Regions from separate parts of the Sus scrofa genome. Here region 1 is linked to region 2. The links are chromatin contacts, called in public Hi-C maps. All regions are on one chromosome and are shown on one strand. The core of a region is the stretch at or near the end of the contact, and the rest is flanking DNA. Distances in the headings are between cores, read along the strand shown. Region 1 overlaps ITSN1 (intersectin-1). Region 2 holds the start of TMEM50B (transmembrane protein 50B).

What was found. A called contact is a pair of places that touch in the nucleus more often than the background predicts.
Region 1: a Hi-C map of skeletal muscle shows a contact between it and region 2, with 2.3 times the contacts expected there. The contact joins the enhancer-like site here to the promoter of TMEM50B in region 2. A contact is called at or near these places in 5 of 47 Hi-C or Micro-C datasets (heart right ventricle, mesenteric adipose tissue, retroperitoneal adipose tissue and 2 more).

Annotation. Positions count from the first base shown.
Region 1 is chr13:197,489,830-197,495,082 of Sscrofa11.1, forward strand. ITSN1 (intersectin-1) reads left to right here. Exons shown (of 42, transcript XM_021070946.1): 42 at 1-2,708. Among named protein-coding and RNA genes, the nearest start is that of ATP5O, 27 kb to the right of the region's middle. Within about 2 kb of position 2,627, at least 16 of the 83 cell types and tissues checked have an H3K27ac peak or open chromatin away from gene starts, as enhancers often do. A contact at or near this core is called in skeletal muscle, where this site is marked.
Region 2 is chr13:197,091,738-197,097,112 of Sscrofa11.1, forward strand. TMEM50B (transmembrane protein 50B) reads right to left here and starts at 1,571. Exons shown (of 7, transcript XM_021070935.1): 1 at 1,412-1,571.

The DNA.
Region 1 (5,253 bases), core at 1,377-3,876, 400 kb after region 2:
GACCCTCGGCGCAGGCAGGGCTCTCAGTGCCAGGGAAGAAGACCCGAGACTCTTTCCCCAAGCCAAGTACACACCCAAGCTCTCAGTGATGAGGAAATCCATGTCCGTGTTGCCAGAGACAGGAGCGTAGGACCACGTGCCAAGCTGTCTGGTTGGAGCTGTCTGGGTTTTTCTCTTTCGAGGCCAGGAGATAGGCTGGTTAACTCGATAAGAACTCACTTTGCTCATGAGAAGCGTGGGTTGGATTTTGTTCGCATGTTGAAGTTCTCATAAGCCCCGTTTGTTGTTCTCATGAAATGTTCTTTGCATGTTCTCTGATCCTGAAATCTAGCTTTCCTGTGCGAGGTGGTATTCTCTTTGGTTGTAGCCTTTCCTTAGGGTTATAGAAGCGCTTTATAAAGGTAGCGTCCACTTAGCAGCGGAGTGAACAACTCACTTTGCTGGGAACTGAATATGTCACGTCCTTCTTTCCCGTGAAAGCCCTGGCATCGTTCAAGCAATTTTTTTTAAAGAGTGTGCGTCAGAAAGGGCGACCAAGTTTACATTTCACACTTCTAAGAAACACTTTATTATTTATTTATTAAAGATAGCGTCGACTTTTGTATCAAGAACAATGGACAGAAGTATTTTTGGAAACAAGCGGACAACCCCTTTGGTGAGAACCTCTCATCTGGAGATATCAGACACCAAGGTCAACTTCAAGCATGCGTTTGTTTACCACCTCCCAGCAGAAAACATGGTTCCGAGACGTTAGGTTTGTTTTTTGATGTTCGGAAACCATTTTACATGAAATCTATGAAGGGACCGACAAGCCATGCTTCCCTCTTTCTATACCCAGCACAGCGTCTTCAGTGTGTTTATGAAGGACCTGCCACTATGGTAGAAAACGAAGGTGAAAATGAGGTCGTCCTGGGTCACCAAGCCCATCCCGTCCTTTCTGTTCCCCCTCTTCTGCGTTGACTTTCTTTGCGTGTGACTGGAGGGCATCACTGTGCGTGGAGGGAGGAAGCAATGGGCTCAGTGACAAACATCTTGTCTTTTGGGGTCCACGGGATCACCCACCCGCAGAGTCCCCTTATCAGAGCTGATGTCGCGTGATGTCGTGTGAGTCTGTTTTCCCAAGTGACTCTGCTGGACATCCCTTGGAGGCTCCTCCCGGGTAGCGATTCTGGATTAGTGTCTGTGTCCTCACTGGGGTCATTTGCCACGTGGCCTCTTGTACTTACGGAGGAGTGAGGCTGGTCCGCAGATCCCGCTGCGACTCAGGAGTCGTGCGGGAGATGCAGGCATGTGGGGGCTGCACGGATTCTCCTTCTTCGACCTCTAGTCCTTCACCACTACCTTTTGGGCTGCCTCGGCGCTCTTTCATAGAGGTGAAATGTCCCTGGCCAGGACCATCTGTCTCCTGGCTTTTTGCTTTCTCAACACAGGCTCTCTGCAGGCCCCTGCCTCCTAATACTCTGAGTCCAGACTTCTAGACACCCCTGCAAGCCTCCCCCTTCCCTGAGCCACACTGATCTCCTCGATGTCCAGCAAGGGGGCCTTTCTGCTCCAGGGCTGGGCCCTGAGGATAGGAGGACTTTTTTGCAGACCAGCTCTCCTGAAGGAACCATCCATATTCTGGTGCCCCCGGGGCAGGGTCTCTCTGGCAGGCAGGTGGGCAGCATCATCTGGATCCAGGTTGCCTGTGACCATGAGAGCCTGAGGCTGTGGCTCATTCAGATCCAGGGCTGGCCTGACGCAGGGAGAGAGACCTTTCTGGGCTGGGCTCTCCAGGGTTGCTTGAGAGACTGGGGCCAGGCTTCCCAGGTTGACTTCATGTAGTCCCCCTTGATCTCTGATGGCAGAGGAGAAAGCAGTGCTCCCATAGGACATTTGTGTTCAAGGGGGCATTTTTTTCTTCTTTGCTCTTTGAACAACTTAAGCATGACCTAAGTCTATGAAAGTACCTGGTCTTACCTGGTTGAGTAGCACTGAATTTAGTTGAGGAAAAAAAAAAAATCCCATCAGAAAATGGACAAATTGGCCATTTGCATTGTCTTTTTGACCCGGTGCCCCAAACTTCTGTCTCTCTAGGGGTTGCCTGGTGCAAGCATAAAGCCACTGACCGAGCAGGGACATTCTCGGATCCAAAGGGGCTGGAGAGCAAAGAGGCATGAATGAAGTGCTTCCGGTTTTATTTGAAAGGAGGCTTTGGAATCTAGTTGACAGTTTGCCAGTGCTCAGTATGAGCAGAAAAAGACTTCTCTATCTCTCCTCCGTTTTTTTCCCCCTAGTTGGTTGGGCTTTTCTGATTCACAAGAAGAATATTTGTTTTGTGTCTGTAAGGATTTTAAGAATTTCCGTGGGGAACAGCAAGTAGGTTTTCATTTTATTTCAGTTCATTGTATTCTCCCTTCTCTTTGGGGCTGGAGATGAGCTTCACAGCAGACATGGGCACTGTGACAGGGACACGTGCCTGCTTGACGGTGGCATTTCAGACTCGAGGGTCATGTGAGGTTAACGTTGGGTCTGCCTACTCCAGATGCACTTGCCTTATAAATTTAGAACCTTCTAGGCTGGAAAGTGAGGCGATGAAAACAGACAAGGCTGGCTCTCCTTCCTTGGCTTTTAGCATTAGGACTTTAATTCAGGCAGAAGCAGAACTGGTAGCAGAAACTGGTGATGTGCTGAAGCCCTCAGATGCTGTGGTCTGAGCTATCTTAAGAGGTTTTTTTTTTTTTTTTCTTTGCCCCTCCCTTTTTTTGGGGGTGTGTGTGTGCTGCACCTGCAGCATATGGAAGTTCCCTGGCTAGGGGTCAAACGGGAGCTGTAGCCGTCACAGCCACAGCAACACAGGATCCGAGCCACATCTACGACCTGCACCATAGCTCACCGTAATGCTGGATCCTTAACCCATTGAGCGAGGCCAGGGATCAAACCCACATCCTCATGGATACTAGCTGGATTCCTAACCTGATGAGCCACAACAGGAATTCCCCTAAGAGGTATTTGGTAAACAAATACTCCCTTCTCTCTGTACCGAGGGGTGCGGCAGTGCCCTCCGGGGCTTCTCCAGGATGCCGGGAATGGCACAGGTCAGCTGCCAAGACTCACCCTGCAGTGCCCCGAGCCATGTTTTATAGGGGCCACTTTGTATGGTGTCAGTACAGTGTGGATATTTACCGCACTTGGAAAGCAGCCGTTTATTTGAGCTAGAGGAAAGGAACATTCTAGATCTCCTGTCTCCTCACCCTGCTTATTGTTAGATGCAGGATATGTTTGTAGGTCATCAGGCTCAGCTAAGCTATGTAACCTGCTCTCTTTCGCAGCCAAAATCTATTCCTGAGAAACATGGAAAACGCATTCCAGATGAAGGCGAGAAAACCTCTAACAGCTCTTTACCTGGGGAGCATTAAAACCCAGAGGCCAACAGTTGCAAAGTCTTATCTCTGGGTTGTGAGCTCTCAGTCAAGTTCATTCAGGGAGTCCCTATCCTGGGCCAGACCACCCTCCCACGTGGTAAGGAGGGGGCCTGCCTTTGTGGCTTTCACAGCCTAATTGTAGATCTAACTTTAAGGCATTTGAACAGCACCCAATGCTTGTAAAAATTCATCTCCACTTCCAAATAATTATTTCAGTGACATGCAGATTCAATCACTTCGTCCACTAAAAGGAACCTTCTTTCATCTGAACTTTGGGAACCAGATAACACCCACATAGTACATTTTTTTTTTCAACACTATGTGTGGTTGTCATATTTCAGGGTAAAGCTGCCCCTCCTGGATGTCAGGGTGTTTTGTGAGTTGTTTTTAATAGGATTTTGTTCTACTTTCTATACCAGCCTATCTTGTTAAAATCATCTGAGGAGGGTGAATATTTTAGGATTCAAAGCCCACCAAATAAACCTGCTCAGAAGTGGGCTTATGTGGTCAGCCTTGAGAAAAATAAATGAGTGTTTCTCAGATATCTGCTGAGAATTACCCAGTAACCAGGGTTTCTTTTTATGCAGTGGAAAGAATGCATATTTTTCTTCCAGAAACTCTGGTTTGTACTTTTTTTCATTTAAAAGAATAACATGCCTGTGAGGTTGTGTTTCTAAAACTTTCTTCCTTTGCATTTTTCCTCTCCTACTCAAACCCCTTATTTCCTCCTGCTTCTCTAAACAGAATGGGGGCCTGGGGCCAAGAGGGTGATGCAGGAATCAGAGAAAGGGGGTGGCGGCTTTGCAGTGCCTGGTTAAGAGCGGGGAGCTGCCGTTCTACCCACGCTCACCGCTAGGGGGCGATGTCCCTGCTGGAAACTTGCCGGTTCCAAGGGCCGATCCCAGGGCGCTGGCTCCACCTACTGCAGCTCTGGGGCATTGCTCTTGTGTAAATCAAGGACTTGGGGAATCTGAGAAAGAAGGCAGGAGGGGAAAGAAAGTTAGCGATGGACGCGGAACTCGAACACACCTCTCCTGGGATACATGGTGACACTTTGCCTTTCTCTGCTGCTGAGCTTGGAGCCCCCAGTGGTCCTTAGCCTTCCTGTCTTTTCTGCATCTGCTTTGGTGAAGGCCCCAGAGATTTGGGGGCCTCCGCCGTGAGGTGGAGGTGTCCTGCTACTGCTGGGCCCACCCAGGGTGAGTTCACTGGAGGAGGCGCCCCCTCCCCAACAAGGGTTCTAGAAGTCAGGTCCCCTCTGCTTGGTTTGGATAAGAGAGTCTACCTGGAGACTGTCACCTGTGGAATTTCAGATGTAAAGGAACTGTTCGGGGGATGCAGATCATTGCATGGGGTGTGTGTGTGGGCGGGGGTGGGGGGGTGGTGGCCGTGAGTGGATATTTGGATTGACCATGAAAGCAGATAGATCTGACCCTCCCGGAGTTCACACTCATGACACGCTACATAATTTGCGGGCTGAGTGCAAAGTGAAAATGTGAGTCCCGTGTTCAAAATTATGAAGACTTTCGAGGTGATGACGGCAGAGGATTAGACCAGGAACCGGCCCTCGTAAGCACTGGGTCCCGCGTGTGACTGCGCAGGTCAGATGCCCGTGAACCCCGCCTTGGTCACATTGTGTTTTTAGTTGGTGTTCTAGGCAGATGGGGCTTCATCTTTTGCTTCTTCCTTTGTAAAGTCTCCCTGGCAGGGTGCAGAGAGGTGGGCCGATGAATTTTTCAAAATGTGTGCTTGTTAAAGCGCCAACGGTCTGGACCCGTCAGAGGGTAGGGGGCCCAAACCCCTCGTTGACAGATGCGTGGCCAGGGCGTGCTGCAGAGGGGCCCGCGGG
Region 2 (5,375 bases), core at 321-2,820:
TACTCTTCTGCGCACTCTGAATTTTTTACTTGATGTTCCTCTGTAATATTTTTAAAATGTTTACAACCTGAATATATTGTAATCACTTAAAAGGAGCCGATAAGGATAAAATAATAAGATAAATTCTTTACCTTAGACTCCAGAAAATGAATTCGGAAATAATCAGCCAGTTAAGGCTGCTGTGATCCTAGCGGGCAGAGAAGGATGGGGGGTGGGGAGGGCGTGTCTCCGGAAGAGAAACACGACATCCTTCCCCGGCTCTCATTACACCAGCTTTTTCCTGCCGCATCATTATTCAAGAGAACGTCTTGTTTTCATTTTAAGAACGAGGAGGCCTGCCACACTATTACCGGTAAAAAATGCCTAACGTCTGTTCTACGTCTGAACAGTATGACAGAAGAGAAGACAACTGACCCTGACCGAAGATGATGTAAAAGAAGCGTGACAAGCCTGGGAGTAGGAGGCTTGGGAAATGTTAAGAAAGGGGATTTATATAAAGTGCAAGTCGGTGAAGAGTTGGCGCGAAGAGGTGGGACACTCCGAAAAGAGAAATTAATGTCTTTGAGAGGTATAACGCTGGTTACACATTCACTCCAATCGGAGCTTGACTCTCCCCAACACACACACACACACACACACACACACACACACGCATGCACAGCGCTAGCAGCAGGGAGCGAGCGAGGACAATCTCATTACTGCTTTGGCTTTAAAAGGTTATATATTTACCTTTCCGATTAAGCACCTTCCAGTGATGAACTCGGAAGCCAATTTATTGGTTAAAAACCAAGCGTCTTCCCCAGCACAACTACCATTGCTACCTGGGCTACGCTCCTCATCTAAAAGGACACTCAACACTTTATGATTAATCCTGGAAAGAATGTTGACCCTCCTCTATTCCCTCTTTCCACCTCTGTCCCTACTCTCCTAAGGAGCGAGTCGGAAAAGTCCACCAAACACTTAACAACATCGCCAGCAGAGGCTGAGACCAAACGGGAGGGGTGAGCAAGTCCTCGAAAGGCCCCCAGACGCCGAGTGCGGGCCGCACGTCTCTCCCCTGCGCCGGGCACCGCGGTGAAGCTGACAGGTTCGGGATGGAAACCTGTGCAGATCCTCCAGGGAAGCAAGTCGACGGCGAGATAACGCGGCGTAGCTGCCTGCCCCGGCCGAACGCGCTCCCCGGGCGCCCAAGAAGACATGGGCTGGTGAGCAGGGAGCGGCGGAGGCCCCCGCCCCGCAGGCCGCCCGTATGCTCCGCGAACCCGCTCCGCCCCGCGACGCCGCGCACCGCGCACGGGAAAGGCCGGGCGCTGTCGTCCCTCGCAGGCCGGGCCGGCTGAGGACGCCTCTCCAAGAGCAGGCGGTGGGCGCTAGCCCCCAGCACGCCCCGAAACTGACTGCCCGCACTCACCCGGCTTCCCCCACGCCCACGCCAACGCGAGGCGCGCGCGCAGAGGAGGAAGCTGCCGTGCAGCTGTCTAGCCCGCGTCCTCCGCTCCACTTCAGCCCCCGGGAGCCGGGAGCGGGCGGCGGGCGTGAGGCGAGGGCGCCGGTGGGGCGGGGCGCGGCGCCGTGCGCAGGGAAGCAACCAATCGGCGTGCAGCAAGTGGCCGGCCGGAGGCGGGGCAAGGATCTAGGGGCGGGGCGAGGCAGCCAAGGGGCGGGGTGAGGGCGGTCGTTCTGCGGCCCCCTGGGAGCTGCTGGCTGGACTCTGCGCCTTGTGATTCGCGGCAGCGCTGACCTGACCCCTCTGTTGTTTTCTGGGCGGCATCAGTGCTGCGTTTCCGCTCAAGGACTTCAAGTGCAGCATCGGTGAAATCACACGTGTGGGAGGAGCCCAAGACCTAGAGAGCGGAGGTTGTCTTTGCCCCTGGGTTAAGCGGCTTTGACCGAGAGCAGCCCAGGGTAGGGCGTGTACTCCAGGAGGTTCTCAGAAACGGGGGGTCTCTAGAAGTGACCTTTTCCAATCCCTAACGCTCAGAAATGGAGGCCTAGAAAGGTGAGATTTCTGGTCCAAGGCTACCAACTAGTACAGCAACCCGAAGTTACCGGTACAGTACAACTACGCCTTTTATTTTTTGCTTTTTTTTTTTTTTTTTTTTTTTTTTTGGTTTTTCTATTTTCTTACTAGGGCCGCACCCATGGCTTATGGATGTTCCTGGTCCCCAGCCACAGCAACACGAGATCCGAGCTGCATCTGTGACCTACCCACAGCTTGCAGCCAAGCCAGATCCTTAACACGCTGAGCGGATCAAACCCGCGTCCTCATGGACACTAGTTGGATTCTTAACCCGCTGAGCCACAACGGGGAATTCCCTACAACTAACTAGTCTTAATTCTGTTCTTATGTTTTCCTGGCTATCTACCAGATTTTTGCTTTCTCGTGGTCCAGTATCTTCCTACTGTCTCCTTTAAAGAGGATACATCTTGAATTTTCAGTGTAACTTCAATAGCCTTTGAAAGCCTGGTCTGAATTTCCTACAGAATATAAAGTGTAATTAGTTATTTGGGGAAAAGACATTGTGTAAAAGTCCAGGTATTTTCAATGGGATTCTAAAAATGTTTTCCCCTGAAATATAATGAAATAAAAGGTTTTGTGTTCCAAGTTGTCACAAAATGCCACTCTCTTATATTCCTGTTACTCCTATAAATCTTATACATGTAAGAGAAACAACCTCTGCTTTTTATTTTTCCACTATCTCTCAGTTCTCATTTTCATGGATGTTATTTTTCTATCTTTTATATTCTGTCATTTGGCAAATAATACATTTGTAGTTATATTACCCATCATCCTGACACATATGCTAGGATCTAGATGCTCAGTAATTATTTGTTAAATAAATTACTTTTGAAACATTTGCAACCTTAAAACTAGTTAGATTACTGATCTATAAAAGTTGACTTTTTAAAATCTTACTTTTTGGGGGCAGTTCCCATTGTGGCTCAGCAGGTTAAGAACCCAACATAGTGTCTGTGAGGATGTGGGTTCAATCCCTGGCCTCGCGTGGTGGGTTAGGGATCCAGCCATGCCACAGCTGCAGCTCCAATTTGACCCCTAGCCCTGGAACTTCCATATGCTGCAGGTGCAACTGTAAAAAGAAAAATATAAATAAATAAATAAAATATTACTTCTTTTTTGAGTGTTATATTAGAATGAGGTTGGCTGCAAGAAGCAGGGGGAAACAACTACAAAATAACAGTGGCTTAAACAGAAAGCCACTGGTATCTCCCTCATGTGTATAAGTCCAAAGTTAGTCTGGAGCTGTCCAGTGTCACTTCGCAGGGACAGATCCAGCCTCCTTGTTGCAGCTAAGAGAGTCACACATGTATTTATTTATGCATTTGGAAGATAGCCTCTGTACCCAGTGTTACCTCCTGGTCCAAGGGAGCTGCTGGAGCTCTAGCCATTATGCCTGCATTCCAACCAGCAGATGAGAGGACAAAGGGAATACCCTCTCTAAGAACTTTTCCCGGGAGTTCCTGTTGTGACACAGTGGAAACGAATCCAACTAGTATCCTTGAGGATGCAGATTAAATCCCTGGCATCTCAATCAGTGGGTTAAGGATCCATCGTTGATGTAAGCTGTGGTATAGGTCATAGAGGCAGCTCAGATCCCGTGTTGCTGTGGCTATGGTGTAGGCCTGCAGCTACAGCTCTGATTTGACCCCTATCCTAGGAACCTCTATATGCCCTGGGTGCAGACCTGAAAAGCAAAAAAAAAAAAAAAAAAAAAAAAAAAAAAGGAGGGAGAGAACTTTTCCCAAAGTTTGCATTATATCATTTCTGCTTTCATTCTGCTGGCAAAGACTTAGTCACTGGGCTACACTAAACTCAAGGAAGTCTGGAAAATAGGGTTTCAATACTGAAAAAGGAAGGAAGAACAGATACTGGAAGACGAGTAGAAATCCATAGTCTCAAATCTAATCACTGTTTAAAGTATTAAGTATTTTAAGATTCTCCAAGACTTTGAAACTTTATTGCAGAAGAATATCTGTGAGCAAATTCTTTTTTTTTTTTGTTGTTGTTGTTGTTGTTGTTGTTGTTGTTGTTGTTGCTATTTCTTGGGCCGCTCCCGCGGCATATGGAGGTTCCCAGGCTAGGGGTTGAATCGGAGCTGCAGCCACCGGCCTACGCCAGAGCCACAGCAACACGGGATCCGAGCCGCGTCTGCAACCTACACCACAGCTCACGGCAACGCCGGATCGTTAACCCACTGAGCAAGGCCAGGGATCGAACCCGCGACCTCATGGTTCCTAGTCGGATTCGTTAACCACTGCGCCACGACGGGAACTCCAAATTCTTTTTTTTATATTTTTTATTTTTTTTAATTTAATTTTATTTATTTATTTTTGTCTTTTTGCCATTTCTTGGGCTGCTCCTGCGGCATATGGAAGTTCCCAGGCTAGGGGTCCAATGGGAGCTGTAGCCGCTGGCCTACACCACAGCCACAGCAACGCGGGATCCAAGCCACGTCTGCAACCTACACCACAGCTCACGGCAATGCCAGATCCTTAACCCACTGAGCAAGGCCAGGGATCAAACCCACAACTTCATGGTTCCTAGTCGGATTTGTTAACCACTGAGCCACGATGGGAACTCCTCTGTGAGCAAATTCTTACCTCCATGTATGAAGAAAGATGTTTCTACTGACCTACCATTAGGATGCACATGCTTTGAGTTGCCTTTCCAGATGTGAGTGGGGACTTACCCTAATGCAGCTGATTTCTCTATCATTCTATAAGCCTCTACTTCACAAATAGAGTCAAACATGTATATATCTATGCTTTCAAAAATATGGGCATTTGATGGAGTTCCCTGGTGGCTCAGCAGCTTAAGACATAGCATTGTCATAGCTGTGGCATGGATTCTATTCCTGGCCTGAGAACTTCTGCGTGCCTCAGGCAAGGCCAAAAAGAAGGAAACAAAATGGGCATCTGAAAGATATTGGGGGAGTTCTCGTCGTGGCTCAGTGGTTAACAAACCAGACTAATATCCATGAGAATGCAGGTTCAATCCCTGGTCTCACTCAGTAGGTCAAGGCTCTGGTGTTGCCATTAGATATGGTGTAGGTTGCAGACTCGGCTCAGATCCTGCATTGCTGTGGCTCTGGCGGAGGCTGGCAGCCACAGTTCCAATTGGACCTCTAGCCTGGGAACCTCCATATGCCACAGGTGCGGCCCAGAAAAAGACAAAAAGACCAAAAAACAAACAAACAAACAAAAAGAAAGATATTGGGATTAAGTTGCTGATGTCAACATTTCAATGTCAGCATTTCAAATGTATTGATTTGAGGAGTTCCCACTGTGGCTCACTGGGTTAAGAACCCAATGTAGTCTCCAGGAGGATGTGGGTTTGATACCTGGCCTCGCTCTGT